2 separate regions of the Anas platyrhynchos genome follow, and region 2 is linked to region 1. A link is a contact called in public Hi-C data. All regions are on one chromosome and are shown on one strand. The core of a region is the stretch at or near the end of the contact, and the rest is flanking DNA. Distances in the headings are between cores, read along the strand shown. Region 1 has its middle 60 kb from the start of CDK6. Region 2 overlaps CDK6 (cyclin dependent kinase 6).

Region 1 (4,838 bases), core at 1,235-3,734:
ACACTTGAGCTCACTACCAATCAGCATATTTTACTTTTTTTTTTTTTTTTTAACGTATTTACTGTTTTTCTCCTGTGACTGTGTTGAGACTATTTAAACAAGAAAAACTAGATTTTGTAACCAGAATGTAGCTCAGTACATGGGTTAACTGCTGTGCCTCAAACATGTTGGAAATAAATAATAATGGCTTTGTTGGCTTACCTTTTATTACAGGAGAAGTAGTCTACAACAAATTTATATTAGAGAAAATGTCACTGCTACATCTGCTGATAGGAGCATGACAGCAAAGACTTTTTATGGAGGTGCGGTGTTTTGACTGACCTGGTTACAGCAGTTTCCCTGGTGAAATCAATAACACTGACAAAAGCACTTTCAGTTTTGTCTATGCAATGGAAAAAAAAATCTCATTAAAAACGTAATTTCTCCCAAACAACTTTTTTTTTTTTTTTGGTCAGATAAATGTGTCTAATGTAGAGTTGGCCAAGGTGAACTGCAAACTTAGATCTACTGGTTAGTTTACTGTGAGGCCAGAGACTAGTCTCAATATACTTCTTGCCCTTTGTCTTTTACTTTGAAGAAAGACAAAGAAGTAACAGCAAACACACACACATTCACACATCCACTTGTACAATCAATCAGAGCAATAAAGAAAAAAATGTCTATGTAGATCATACTTAGTCTTAATGACCATTAATAATTTCTGTAGTCAATCAGTTGTTGTTGTTGTTGTTGTTTTTCCCTAAGATTGGGATCTTTCACGATCTGGGAAACATCTTTATCCATCATCACAGTATTGGCTCAAGCAGGACACTTCTGTCTTCTCATTGTTGCATACACTGGTGGCACACTAGAGAAAGAGCACTGCCTGCACAAAAGCTGCTCAGTTTTGCTGTGAACTCACTGCCATCATCAGCTGAGTTCATGGGGCAAGGTGACCAGAGCTTGAAGAGAAGCAAAGGCATGGGTGGCGGTGAGGAATACCCAGGAGATAGCATGATAAAGGCTCTCACACTTTCTTCCAAAAGCAGCATGAACGGTGTACACCCTAAGTGCCTGCACAGGAACACTCACAGTGTGGGAAACAAACAGGAGGAACTCAAAGTCTGTGTGTAGCTGCAGAGTTAGGATCTCATTTGGATTATGGAGACAAGGTAGGACAGCAAATATACATAGATGGCTGCAATGGATGGGTGCAGGCTTTTTAGGAAAGACAGGTCACAGAGGACGAGGAGAAGCGGCTGTGCTTGATGCAAAGTACTGCTTTTGATGCATGGAGTTTTTCAAGGGAATTGTGGAGAACTTACAGGTCAGGATGAATCCCTATCAGTACCTACCCAAGGAGAACACTTGTTGTAAAGACTCTCTGATTAAGCTTCCTAGTATTTTATTAAAATATTGGTTTGGAAAAATTGAGAGGAAAAGGGTATGCATATTTAGTTCTACTTTGCCACACACATACCTGTCTCCCTTTACTGTTTCCTTTCTATTAATTCCTTTTTTAATCTCAGTTCTTGTACACTGTTCAAGTACAAATAAAACAGTTCTGTGCTACTCTTGCAGAAATGCAGGTGTTACACCTGTAATGAAAAGTAATACTGAAATACCTGTGTGTGATGCCTAATCATTATATTACTAGTGAAACATACACAGATGCAAGACATCATAAACCCAGAATTTTTCTAGTGAGATACAGCAATGTTATATGAAAACTTTTGCCTTGACTTTGTCCAGATGGAACTTCTTGAAGATACACAGAAAGCAAAGTGTGCATAGAGGCTACCCAACGTTTAAGAGAGGCAGAATTGCATAGTATTTTATAATGAATCTCAAATCTTAGGAGAAGTACTGTGTGCTGCTCTCTTCCCAGAATATTAGAAGAGGGAAGTGTTCTGAGGAACTGTCAAAGTTCCAGTAAGAAAAAGGCTGAAAACTTCTGAAATTAACAGTGGAACAGAAAGAGATCTTTCTATTTCATCACCTAGATACGCAATATCTCAGAAATCTCAGCTGAGATATACACAGAATAATGTATGTTTCCCTTTTGATCTCACTTCAGCGCAGTATTAACTTACTATTTCATGCTGTCCACCCATCTCTTCCCTTAGTGAGAATGCATGGTACAGCAGCAAGTGACAATTTTACAACTGAATAGAAGGAAAGCCATCACTTCAGATACTGTTTAAAAATGTGAGATCCACGTGTTATGTGTCCACACACATGCCATGCAACATATGGTTCATGAATAGTCACTGCAAGAGTAATCAAGAGGTTTGTCATAAGGCAAAGACAAAAAAAAAAAAAGGAAATGTGTTGCTATAGCCACATGCAAGCTGAAATATGTGTATGGTTTTCACTTCACTTTGAGCTAGCCTCACTCTGAACTGCTGCAGAGAAGGGATTCCAAGAACTCAAGCATCTATTGACAGTAGTATCAGGAAGCTTAGTTTGTCAGTGGTGGATCGAGCTTGCTACTTCTGTTCCTCTAGCGTGCACCAGTGGAAGTACTTTAACAGCACTGTGCATCAATGTAGAGCACTATGGTGACTAACACTGCACATTTACACCAATCTTTTCCAGATGTAGTATCTTTACCACTCCTGGCTACACGTCTTTGAACTTCTTGGATACATGGATAGACAAAACCACTGTAACTGTCACTGCATAGCCTCTGAAAAAGGAAGAACATTGTGTCAGAAATACAGGGTGAGTGCAGGCTGGAATTGGTAAGGTTTCTACACAACCTGTACCTTAGCTGAAAATCAGGCCTATTTATTTTCATTTTATTTTATTTCAGCTGTTGCTCTGACCTGGACAAATGTATTATTATTTTTTTTTTTTCCCAGCAAAATTTTTTGAAAAAAAATTGAAAAGAAATTGGAAATTGGAAAGAAAAAAAGTGTCAAGAATGGGAGGAAAGAAAGAAATGAGAATTAAAACAATAAATGGAAAAAAGAGAAATAAAAGAGAAAAAAAAAAAGAGAAATAAAGAAAAATTAAAAAGAGAAAAAAATAAGAAAAAAAAGTAAGAGAAATAAAGACAAATAAAAAAGGAAATAAAAGCAAAAATAAAGCTTCAAAAAATTGAATTAGAAAATAGAGAGGGGGATACTGAGAAGAGAGAATAAAGGAGAAGGAAAAAGAATGAAATGTCATACAGCATTTGTTTAATTTAAAACTGCATTTAATTAAATCTCTGAAGTCCCACTTTAAAATTCATATCTATTTAAATCTTTGCTGTGCTGTTGCTCTGTACATGCAAACCCACAGTTCTTGGATCCCAAATGAAAATCTAGTGATATAAACTAGTGTTAACCTATTCCAAATGTACAGGAGCAAAAAGGGCTACATGAAGGAAGTTTAACTAGTGAGGAAAAGGCAGAACACAGAATTTTATTCCACCGAAAATATTTTCTTCACTAGAAGAAAAATGCGGCATCTGTAATAAGAGCTAAGTATGTATCACTTAAAGAGTCTGTCTGAAAGTGAACTGATACCACATATAAATAAGCTGCTTATCAGTCTTCTCTAAGCAGTTCCATTCTAGCATTGTACATTCTAGCATTGTACAATCTCAAGGCAACTAAAATCTTGCAGAAATTGACATCTATGCAAAAATCATAAACAAAATGTATCAATTAAATAATTGTCGAATTTAGAAGCATAATGGAGAAACGTATCTTCACAATGACAATAAGAAATATGATTTTTTTTCTGGACAATCACAAAATCACAGAATCTAAAACAGAATTTATGAACTGAAATAAGAGTAGCAGAGGTAAGTTATGGATGCTCCAAAAACTTTTTTTTTTTTTTTCCCAGATTGCAGCTGTCAAAAAAATGTTCTTCATAAGAAAAGATCTGTTTCATTTTCTTTTGTGTGTTTTTTTTTTTTTTTTTTTTTTGTACTGCAATTAAAAAAACAATAATGTAATTGGGCAAGTAAAGAAATTTGAAGGAAACAGTCCAGAAGCAACTAATACTGTGAAAAGGACGTATTCAATTAAACTAAAACTAAATTACTAGTATGAGTGGAGAGTTTCAAGTGTTTTGAATAACCATATTTTCTCTAAGTATTATCTCAAATTAGTTTCTTCTGGGTTTGAGCTCCACTTGCTCACACATGACAAAAACTATCTGTAGCACATCTTGTACATCTGAAAAGCACCAGGAAATACAGCTGCAAAGGAGAAATAAGAATCAGAATAAAACAAAATTCACTTTGGTGTCATCTTTGGTTATGACAAACATACATGTAGTCCTTGAATGAGAGAGAAGATGTGTGGGCCTTTTATGGCTGATGACTGAAGATAAATTCCTAAGAAGTCTGCTCTTAATTGCCCCATAAGACACTATTGACTATAAAGACAGTTTAACCTTTCAATTTAGAAAAGCAGGCAATTGGAATCGATCCCAATATTGAATAATAATCAATGTATATAGTTGATGATGATGGTTCCCTATACTGTACAGAGGGCACAACAAGTGCCAAACCCATTTGGAGACATTTCCTGTGCACCATACCAACTGCAGACGTGGTCGGGCTGCTTCTTGGAATTGCCTGTGGCCAAGGTCAGATATTGCAAGGTGCTCAGGTCAGCTTTTCCTGAAGTCAGCAGTAGCTGCAGATGCACAACATCTCAGAAAGGTATATCTTAAAAGACCATACATGAGCAGGTGTCACTGAACATATCTGCAATATGCTTAGAGAAGTAGGTGGTGATGGCACCTGTTCTTTTAGAATATGACTAATGGATTTATTTCCATACATCAAAGCAATACCTGGGATCCCAATGGGGGAGAAGGACCCATATGCTGTTATACAGACCCAGCACAGAATG
Region 2 (4,838 bases), core at 891-3,390, 180 kb before region 1:
ACTTCCCACCTCACCATCTAGGCACAGGTATTTTTCTCTTCTTCCCTCCCATCAATGTCTCACACTCACTGAGCTCATTGACATGCTTTTGTCCTTGTTGTTCTCAAAATCTTGTTATTTTCCCATGTCTAGCTTCCATTCCCAAGCTGCCTGCAAGCACAAAAGATGCATTTCTCCCATCATTTCAAGTGTCCAGATGCAGTCCACTTTATCACAGCTGCAGTTATAAGGACAGTGGAGAATGACCTGCTGTTATATAGAGATAATTTCACTGGAGCTAGGAACGGCTTGAAGGGATGCAGAAAATCTTTCAAGATTTGCACTGACCCCACTCTACTGAGCTCAAGTGAACCAAGTTCTTTCAAAGGCTTCCAGAGAGCAAATATAGCTAGATTTCAACAAGCACAGCAAAAGGCAAACTCTGAGGCAAGACCATTCTCAATATTCAATTCCAAGACTGAACTTGAGGGTCAAGGATTCTAAAATATCTGTAGAAATATTGAAAATAATTTAATTAAATTCAATCTTACCAGCTTTACCAGCACAATTTGTTTGCTTCTTTTCAATCCTGCCATGTTTAAGAGGCAATGATTAATTGGTGAATTCCAAATTGGAAGTTTCCAGCATTCAGTAGAAGGCACGCAGATGTAATCTGCTTCTACAGCCTATTTTCTGCTTTGCACTCAGCCCACTATACTATGAAAAATGGTAGATCAGTTTCTGTACTCAGCTCAGGCTTATACCACAAGAGTGGCTGAATCAGTGACACAAGAGCAGTCAGCAAGGAGGATCAAAGCATATGGTATAAAGACATGCAGAACATGTACATGCCTGACAGTTTCCTAGCCTCCAACTATTCCTACTTTTGACACCTCATGAGTCAAAGGTGGTGTCTTTGTACTGATGTTTCATAGATTTACATGAATTTGCCTACCTGCTTTTGAGTTTTTCTTTAATAAGCTCATTAAATGGAAATATAAATGTTTCTTGGCATGTGGCTATCAATCATGTGGTTTGGAGAACAACAAACGGAAACTCACGAGAAGCAAGTCTTTGCCCAGTTCATCAATATCTGGTACAAATTTTTCAATAGGTTGTGCAGGTCTGGAAGCGAAAGCATTTCTTGGAAGGGCAACATCATTAGGCCAGTCCTCTTCTTCTGGGAGTCCAATTACACTGTGAAAGGCAAAACATAATGTCAGCTCTGGACATTTACACAGTCTTCCCTTTGTATTGAATATACTGAGTAGCAGTTTACTTTATGAGTAAGTCTTTTGGTTTAAATGAGATTAGTTGTACAGTAAGGCACTGATCACTGTGAATAGAGGGTGATGAGTGTAGGCCTTCAATGTAGAAATCATTCTGTGGCCAGCACAGTTTTCTGGCCTAGGTCTCAATTTTATGAGTCTTTTTGTTGAAAAAAGACTGAGTGCTTTGGAAGAAATTTGCTCAGCTCTTGACTGGATGGTGCAACATATGTCACTCCAGGATGATTAAAAGCAGTAAGTTTCAAAGGGGAATTGCATGCAAGGACCTTTATTCACAAGAATAGGGATTGAGAGAAGAGTATGGGTCAAGATGAGGGTAAGGCAATAAAAGGGATGTTTCATAATGCTTCAAAGCTATGTGCAGGAATTGTTGCCTAAAGTTAAACAATTTATTTGCTTCACAATACAGGTTTCAAAGTCTCAGTTCAGAAGTGGCACAGGACTCTAGTTCTTTATATCTTTACTTTCCATTGTATTTTAGTTGTTTTTTACCCTTTAATAAAATATTTGAATTTATTTTTATAATTTCTGTCTTTATTACTTTAAACTATAGAAGGTATTTAAACTCATTAAATAAGTATGCTAAGATTGCAAAACCCAAATAAATGAAATAGTAGGTAAACCTCTAATGTTGGATCATGTCACATACATTTCATGTTTTAGTTTGATTTTAATGTTTGTAGTGGTGAAATGCCAATTTCTGATGGAAATTATAGAAAAGACCACACAGTACTTGTCAGATTTTATGGAAAATCAATCTTTACAGCCTGTAAAGTTGAGATTTTTAGTTGAAATGCTGACAGGGTAAGAGGAGAAGGAACCATAAATACTTGGGTCTGCACTAAGCCCAATGCCACTAGGGAGCAGCATTGACCTTTCTTCTTACTGAGGCTGGTAAGACTGGGTGAAGCCTAGGGTCAAAAACTTTGATGTAAGTCGTATGTTACCTCACTGAATTTGGTAGAATTACACCTCTGTCTACATAGGTTTTAGATTGTAATTTGGCTCAGCTAAAAAAAAACAAAAACAAACAACACTGCATGACTAGAAGGGCAAAGCAATTAAAATCTCAGGACAATTTCACTTTAGTACATCAGAAAACACCACAACTCTTGGGAAAAGATGAGTTAAAACTGTACGAAAAATTAAATTATTATTATTTTTTATAACCACAGGTATGTCAGGAGTATGGGGCAATGCTCTTTGCCACAGTGGTTAAAGCTATGTGATTAGCTGTTCAAGGATCTGAACCTGTATTAAATGTAACACAAATAGCACCATAAGAGGATGGGGGAGTTAAATATTTTAAATAACCGTGACATTTAGCCTGCCATTCAAAAGTGTTTGGTTAGTCCCATTTTTTTAATGTTTGCATGAGAGAGCGTGAAGAGGGCAGAATAAGCACAGGCAAAACTAACAAAAAGAAATGAGGAGGCAGCCTGTCAGGCAGGTAGGGTGGAGAAGACCAAGAGTGGAAAGGAAAGATATTTTTAGTTACACACTCACGTAGTATTCAAAACTCTTAATAATGAATGTCTGAGTAGATGCCCTCACTCTGGTCTGGTAGCACTACCATTTCAGTGACTAAGTTTGGGAGTATCTTGGATGAGTTTCACCTCCTGCCAAAGGTTCAGGCCTGGTCTTGAGAAATGCTGAGTACTTTCCACTCCCATTGATCACAATGAGAGACAAGTCTGCTCACACCATTGCGGCATTTACCCTGAAATCTGTGAGGACATCCCACACGCTGACGGTGTCCTGGAAAAGCAGGAAATTGTTTTGGGCCACCTCCTAGGGATTTACCCTCAAACGCAGTGGAATTTTACCTGACGCAGATCAGAACGCACATGTAAAACAAAGGTAGACCACAGCCCGATTATCTGAAAGAATACATCAGTCCAGCATGCATGAAAATCCTGAAACTACTTTCTGTCCAAATTAGTCTGGAGAATGACTCACTACTGTAGAAAGAAACAATCCTCCTACAAGAAGAACTATGCCTAACTGTAGGGGGTTCTCCAGCTGTGAAAACACAAAATAAACACTATTTAGCATACCCCCCCCTCACCCCCAAACCCAAGCAAGAGACTTTTGAACTATTTAAGGAGAACTGCACAAAAAGAAACAAAAGCAAACTTTCTCTTTAAATAAACGTGTAATAAGGAATTTATTCTAAAATTAGCACGGCATTTTCTTTTCTTGATGAATTCTTTTCTGCACAGGTAATCTCGCCCCCTAGGGATGAAAAGATCCCATCGGAGGTTGCTGCTATCAACCCCATTTAATCCTATCCCAATTAATTTGGATTTTTCTCCTTTAATGTAATAAACAAATAAAAATCCTTTAAATAAACCACGGCTATGTCTTTATTATTATTGTTATTATTATTAAAAATATGTTGCATGTATCCAAACTGTCTTTGTTTAATAAAGCAGAATTTTGTAAGACTAAAAGAGTAGCTTTGGCAGAAGAAGAAAAAGTAAACTTTAAGGACTGATTTTTCTGGATTGTGCAGGAAGAGCTATTCAGCGCATGACAAATTAACCACGCAAGTGAGTCACATACACTGGTATGGTATGCAGGAAAAGGAAGTCAACTGTGTGAAATCAAGACCTGCAATTTAGGAACCTCATATTAAATAATGAAAATCCTTAGAAACAAATCTGTTATGATTTGTGAACTGGAAACATGGCTAAACAAAGAAATTCATTATTTATTCCAATTAAGCTCTTTTCCCTAGAAATTTTACTATCTTGTCTCTGAAATAAGTTTGAAAGAGTAATGTTTCAGCCTTCTCTCTCTCTCTCTCTCCGTTTCTGCTTTCATGCAGATCCCTAGATTCCTGCAGCCCCCCCATATAAAAGGGAAGACAGAGGTAGGTAAACGAGCACTCCTTCTGTAGCATGGGACCAGCTGTAGATGGGTCTGATTTCCTAATGACGTGCCGTGTACATTGGATCTTAAGTTTACACAGTTCTTATAAATTCAGAGCCATTCCTTGCTCTGAAGAGCTTTTATGAGAAAAAGAAAGGTATATTCCTACTTAATTATCATATTGGTAATACCAGCCATTTTATTTTATTTTTTAATAAGAACATAATTTTGAAGAGAGTTAATCTCTCTTAAGCATCAGAGATTTCATAGCCTCTCCACCTCCTCAACATATCCTATTTATCTGAAGAAGAAAAACACAAACTCCTAGAATTTTAAAATGGTTTTAAAATAAAGCCAATTAGTTAATTCCAACCAAACATATTGTATGCTGATATTGCTTCTGCTTTCACAATTATCTGGACTGTTACACATTTTAACAGGCTGTGCAATATTTTTAATAGCTACTTTCTTATTTCTTATGCACAGAAGGCTTTTCCATGAAGAAACTGTTGGTAAACACCTTCAGCATTTCAGTTTAATTATAGTCATAAAGGATTCTAATGTTATTTTCTGAAATCTACAAAGAAATTACTGAAAAATGAAAATTCTGCATTTTTTTTTTTTGCAAGTGAAGAGAATCTTCTGAATCTAACTTTGGGAAAATCCATGAATAGTATACACACAATATGTTTAAGA

What was found. A called contact is a pair of places that touch in the nucleus more often than the background predicts.
Region 2: a contact with region 1 is called in a Hi-C map of liver, with 3 times the contacts expected there. The contact joins two enhancer-like sites. A contact is called at or near these places in 4 of 8 Hi-C or Micro-C datasets (F5 follicle, liver, skeletal muscle and 1 more).

What each region holds. Positions count from the first base shown.
Region 1 is chr2:134,998,272-135,003,109 of IASCAAS_PekinDuck_T2T, reverse strand. No RefSeq gene overlaps it. Among named protein-coding and RNA genes, the nearest start is that of CDK6, 60 kb to the left of the region's middle. Within about 2 kb of position 2,484, at least 1 of the 8 cell types and tissues checked has an H3K27ac peak or open chromatin away from gene starts, as enhancers often do.
Region 2 is chr2:135,181,208-135,186,045 of IASCAAS_PekinDuck_T2T, reverse strand. CDK6 (cyclin dependent kinase 6) reads right to left here. Exons shown (of 8, transcript XM_027450782.3): 7 at 1,041-1,176. Among named protein-coding and RNA genes, the nearest start is that of FAM133B, 22 kb to the left of the region's middle. Within about 2 kb of position 2,140, at least 4 of the 8 cell types and tissues checked have an H3K27ac peak or open chromatin away from gene starts, as enhancers often do.